Linked DNA regions of Anser cygnoides: region 2 is linked to region 1. Evidence: chromatin contacts called from public Hi-C data. All regions are on one chromosome and are shown on one strand. Each heading gives the region's core, a stretch centred on a gene start, on an enhancer-like site or on the middle of the called end of the contact. The rest is flanking DNA. Distances are from core to core; before and after follow the strand shown.

Region 1 (2,700 bases), core at 196-2,695:
GTTCAGGCAACCCTGGCCTTCTGTTTCCACTCCTGCCATGACTCTGGGTCACGCTCCCACCACAGCAGGGGTCTCAGCGTTCATCCCCTCCTGGCCCAGCAGCTTCCACCCACGGCTGCTCCTCCCAGCACAGGCTCCACTCCACACCACGTCTGTTCCTCCCCACCCTTTCCAGTCCCAGCTTGCCGCTGGGAAGAGGCAAAGCCGGGGGGTTTTGTGAGAGCAGTGCTCGGGCAGGACAGCAGCAGCACTGGACGCAGCATTGGTGCAGGTCAGCCGCTCCGCAATCCCTGCGTGCTGCAAACAAACAGATCTCAGAGGGAATATTTACCTTATCGCCCTCGGCAACCTGGCAGATAACTTCTCCTGTCGCTGGGTTGATAGTTGGGAAGGTTTTTTTACTGACCGCATCGTGCCACTCGTTGTTTATGAAAATCTGCAAGGAAGAAAGCGAAGCAGTGTCACGCCTCGGAGCCAGACCTAGGAGGAATCGCTACGAGCTGTATTTGTTTGCTGGCTGCTTAGCAGGCTGTTTAATTCCAGGGACTCAGCTTGCGGGGGGCTCCAAAACCACGCGGATCTGAAGGCGATTTTCTGGCCTAGGCAGCCCAGCAGCCGCCAGCCGACAAAAAGGAGCCGCACCGCGGCGGCTCCCCTCTCACCTGGTCCTTCCGAAGCCCCGGGGAGCCTCGGGAGAGGGGGGAAAACGCCCCGGGCGCCGGCGCCGCGCCCCGTTTCACCCGCGGGGCTGGGGCTGCATCGCCCCGGCAGCGGGTGTCGGGCAGCCCGGCGGCCTGCGGGGACCTGCGGGCACGGCCGGGGCCGGGGCAGCGGGGCCGGGGCAGCGGGGCCGGGGCAGCGGGGCCGGGGCAGCGGGGCCGGGGCAGCGGGGCCGGCCCGGGGCGGGTCCCGCTCTCGCCGAGCTCCAGGCCACGGCCGCGGGGAAGGAGCGCCCGGCCCGCGTCGCGACAGCCGCCCGTGTCGGATCACCCACCCATATCGGGACACACACCCACCCACCCGCGTCGGGACGCCGGCCCAGCCATGTCGGGACACCCGCCTACGTCGGGACAGCCCCCAGCCGTGTCGGGACACCCACCCAGCCATACCGGGACACCCGCCTGCGTCGTGACAGCCTCCCGCGTCGGGACACCCCCCACCCATACCGTGACACCCCGAGCCGCGTCGGGACAGCCCCCCCGCTTATCCCCCCGGCCATCTCGCCCCGCGCAGCCCTTGCCGCCGCCCCCCCCCGGGGCCGGCCCTACCTTCTTGTAGGCGATGTCGGGGCGCGGGTTGGGAGCGGGGATGGGCGAGGCGGCGGCGGCGGCGGCCGAGAGCGGAGCCCCGGGGCGGGCCGGGCCCCGGCAGAGCCGGGGGGAGCGCAGCGCCAGCCGCAGCATCGCCGCACCGACAGCACGGCGCCGCCACCCGCGCCACGCCCCCCCCGCCGCGCCACGCCCCTTTTCGCGTGGCCACGCCCCCTTTCCGCGTGGCCACGCCCCCCGCGCGGCTTAGCGCCACGCCCCCGCCATTCATCACCGCGCTCCCTTCCATTCATAACCACGCCCCCGCCGCTCGTGACCACGCCCCCGCCGCTCATCGCCACGCCCCCCTCCATTCATAACCACGCCCCCCGCCTCGCTTCGCCCCGCCCACCCGCGTGCCCGCACGGGCAGCCCGAGGCTGGCAGCGCCGCTGCTGCCCCGAGGTTGTGCCGGCCCCGAGCCCGTTCCCCCCGGGGGCTCAGCGCCTCCGACCCGGCCCCGTTCGTGGCGTTCGCCCCGCGGGCACCGAGGGGACGCCCCCCGGGGAGCCCCAGCCTCCGAGGCTCAGCCCGGGATCCCGCTTGCCAGCGGGACGAGGCGGCCGGAGGCGCCAAGGCGGCTGCAGGCTCCCGGAGTCCCCCCTCCTTCGGGGCCGAACGCCTGCGGGAGGTCGGGTTTCATCCTGCGGCTCCAGAAGGCGCAGCTCAGGTTACAGGGCTCCCCGGCAGCCCCACGGTCCCGGCGCTGAGCAGCCAGCACGGCCGTCCCGGGGCCCTCCCGCAGCACCCCTCGTTCCCCTGGCAGCAGGGGCGCTGAGATAACGAGGTTTTGCGGGCCTGGGCTGCGAGAGCGCTCCTGTGCCGGAGGAGCCAGCGCCAGGCGTCGCCACCCACATCACTGCAAGGACCCCGCCGCATCCCACCATCCCCAGCGGAGTTTCCAGTGGGAGCAAAACGGGCGGAGGATACCGAAGAGACGACCTTGTTAAGCCGGTGAATGCCAAGAATTACGCCCAGCACTTCAATATTGAATTAATACCAGAGAACACGTGAAGAGCCCAGGAATCACCACGATCACAAGCCCCCAGTCCTCCCTGCTGCTGCTCCGTGTGGGGCACTGGAAGCCCCCCGCTGATCTGCATCGCCCCAGGGAAACCCAGAGAGACCCACTGCAGCCCCGGGGCCGTGGAGTCCTCCCAGTTCCTCCCAGTTCCTCCCAGTTCCAGGGGCCTCAGCTCCAGGGACTCCCCAGAAGCCAGAGTCCTCCAGGACCTGACCCAGTTCCCCCACCACGGGAGTCCCAGCACCCACGGGGTGCTGGGGATGTGCTGAAGGCGAGAGGCTCTGCTCCATCTCCTTCATTCCCAAACCCGGCCCGGCTCTCCCCGCTGCAAGGCTCGTGCCTGCAGCCTCATGACCCAGGGATGGAATTT
Region 2 (2,700 bases), core at 133-2,632, 840 kb after region 1:
TAATAAATGCGTTCAAGTGACGCATTTGAAGATGAGATTTGTTTGTTTTCCTCTTTTTTTTTTTTTTACAAATGTCTTTTTACTATATTCAGTCATTTGTGTTTCAGAGTAATTGCCAATAAATCATGGTCTTCTATGGAACATGCTTGTATTTTGTTTGCAGTGACTTAGGGGGAGGCAAGGGTTTCCACCCATTTTGCTTTTATTCTGTACTTGAAATTAAGAATTGAATGAGGGGAAGAAAGAAAAAACTCTTGACTGCGTTACAAACGTGCTGAGGGGAGCACCGCTGTCATGATGAAATATCTCAGTGCCGTTTTCAGAATCAGTGCTGTTTTTATGAACACTGGGGTACAAAACTAGTGAAAAACGTAGGTGAGGCTTCTTTGTGCTCAGTTTAAGTGGTACAGAATGGGGAGTCTCATGTAAAATGCTTCTCTTTCCTTGTGTTTAACCTGTCTACAGGCTGTGTTAGTCTGGGGACATGGATGGTGCTGGCAGAAGGGGAAAACAGGGTTCAGTTGGAAGGGTTTAATGGTACAAAGTCCCGGCACTGTTGCGTTAGGCGCGTCCTTGTGCAAAGAGTGGCTCAGAAAAGTAAAACGTGCAAACAAGAGCCTTAGCTCAGCTGAACTACGTTTACCGTGTGTGTTCCTCCTTAGGTGCTGGCTGTAACTTACGTGCGCCGGTTTTATCTGTGGATGAACGAGGACCGCAACTAACCCAGTATCTGATGCGTTGCCATTGACTGTAAGCACTTAGATCCTTGTTTGGGGAAAAAACAATTCGGGTGCCACGTGGGATTTCACGGGCAGGTGGGGTTGCGCCGGTGTGAGTGCAAACACGCGTGCTGGGTGAACCCTGAGCACAGGGCTGCTGGTCTGTTCTCCCGCTCAATCCTTTCCCCCCACTGCCGTACAAAAGCTGAACCTCATCAGAGTACAGAACCTCCGAGGAGGACAGGTACCGTGCCAGGAAGCGCTCCCCTAAGCCGTGGGGCTGGTAGCGATGAGAAAGCAACTTTGGGACCAAAGCTGCCTCTGCTGGAGCCCTGCCAGGTGAGGCAGGAGGATAATAATAATAATAATTATTATTATTAATCTAGCCGTATTTATTAATGTGAAAAGTGTCCCGGGCTCCCCGAGGGATGCTGGGGCCCCTCGGGCCGAGCCCCGCCTGCAACCTCCACATGGGGGACAGGGGAGGCCGAGCTGGGGACCCCCCCCAAATATAAAATAAAATAAAAATATCTATCCCCCCCCCTCCGTGCCCCCAGGGCCCGGCTGCCGGCGGTGGGGGGCGGGCAGGCTGCGGCTGCCCGAGGGGGGGGGGGGCGGGAGGGGGAAACCTCCCCTTCCCCGGGGCGGAGCGGGGCCTCCCCCCCGCCTCCCCGCCAGCCTCCAGCCTCCATCCCAGCCTCCGTGCCCGGCTGCCTCCCTGCCTCCCTCCCGCCTTCTCTCGCCGCCGGAACGGAACCGAAAGCAAAGGCGGCGCCGGGCGGCCCCGCTCCGGCCCCCGGGGGCCGCGCCCTTCCCCGCGGCCCGGCCCGGTACGGCCCGGCCCGGCCCGGCTCGGCTCGGTACGGCCCGGTCAGGTCGGTGCCTGCGGGCGGGGCGGGGGCGGGGGGGTTGCGGCTGAAGCCGAGACAAAGCCGAGCCCGGTGGGGACGCCCCGGTAGCAGATCCGGCCTGCGCGCGGCTCCGCCGTTATTTTATTTATTTTATTTTATTATTATTATTTATTTTGTTTTTTTTTTGGGGGGGGTGGGGGGTAGGAGCGATGTTGGCACTGCCCCATCCCGGGCTGCGGGGCCCCGGGGCGTGCGGGGGTCTCGGTGGCAGCCGGCGGCATCCTGGGGGGGGGGGGGGGTGGTGTCGGAGCTGGGGTTGGAGGCTGGGGGCAGAGGGGAGGCCACTGCGGGGGGGTCCGGGGGCGTTTGGCGTTACCCTGGGCTTCCCTTGAGCCTGTAGGGTTCATGCAGAGAGCGGCGAGGCTTGCTTCACCTTTGGGACCAAGTTCCCGTCCCGCTCGCAGCGTGGGCGCTGCCACCCCCAGGGGAGCCCTGCGGCTCCGCGCCCCCCAGGGCTGGGGGTCCCAGCCCCTCCTGGCCCCCCATCACGATCCCTTGGGGTGGGCGCAGGGCTTGGGTCGGGGCAGAAGGACGGAGCCTGCTCCAGGGAGCGCTGGCATCGGATGGACCAGGGGCAGGCGGCCTTTACGAGGCCGGGGACGTAATTCTGGGGGGAGGTTTTGTGTCCAGCTCGGCCCCAATGTCTTTAATTGGTGTTGGCAGCGTGCGGGGCCATAGGGCGAGGGGCTCTGAGCCCATCCTGACGCCAGGTCTGACACTTGCACTCTCATTTTGGGATGCTCATCGTGTCCCATTGAAGCAACGTTAGGCGGTATCATCGCTGTTAAAAAAAAAAAACTCGTTAAAGATGCTCTTTTCTTCCAGTTGGAACCTGCCGCTGGGTTTTCTGCCCCCACGGTGCTCCCGGCCAGCCTTGGTGGTTTCCTCCCCAGCTCGTCCCATCCCGGGCCGGGCCGGGGCGATGAGAAGCCTGGGGACACCCGGCCTCGGCTGGGGGCTGGGTGCCTCTTTCCAGTACCTCGTTATTTTGGGTGTCCTCCGACTTCTGAAGAAGCCGCTGAGAGATTTTTTCCATTAAAAGTCAGGCGGGGATGCATATGGGCTTTGTA

Evidence for each region. Hi-C and Micro-C count contacts between places; a contact is called where the count stands out from the background.
Region 2: a contact with region 1 is called in a Hi-C map of liver, with 1.7 times the contacts expected there. The contact joins the promoter of CAMKK2 here to the promoter of ALDH2 in region 1. A contact is called at or near these places in 2 of 7 Hi-C or Micro-C datasets (both in liver).

Annotation. Positions count from the first base shown.
Region 1 is chr17:2,299,638-2,302,337 of Taihu_goose_T2T_genome, forward strand. It overlaps ALDH2 (aldehyde dehydrogenase 2 family member), which reads right to left and starts at 1,446. Exons shown (of 13, transcript XM_048073999.2): 1 at 1,269-1,446; 2 at 332-436. The coding sequence starts at 1,403. ACAD10 (acyl-CoA dehydrogenase family member 10) reads right to left here. Exons shown (of 14, transcript XM_066979354.1): 14 at 2,275-2,700.
Region 2 is chr17:3,141,894-3,144,593 of Taihu_goose_T2T_genome, forward strand. CAMKK2 (calcium/calmodulin dependent protein kinase kinase 2) reads left to right here and starts at 1,383. Exons shown (of 18, transcript XR_010825537.1): 1 at 1,383-1,594. The region is part of intron 1 of RNF34 (ring finger protein 34); the gene reads right to left. ANAPC5 (anaphase promoting complex subunit 5) reads left to right here. Exons shown (of 17, transcript XM_048073818.2): 17 at 1-141. The coding sequence ends at 20.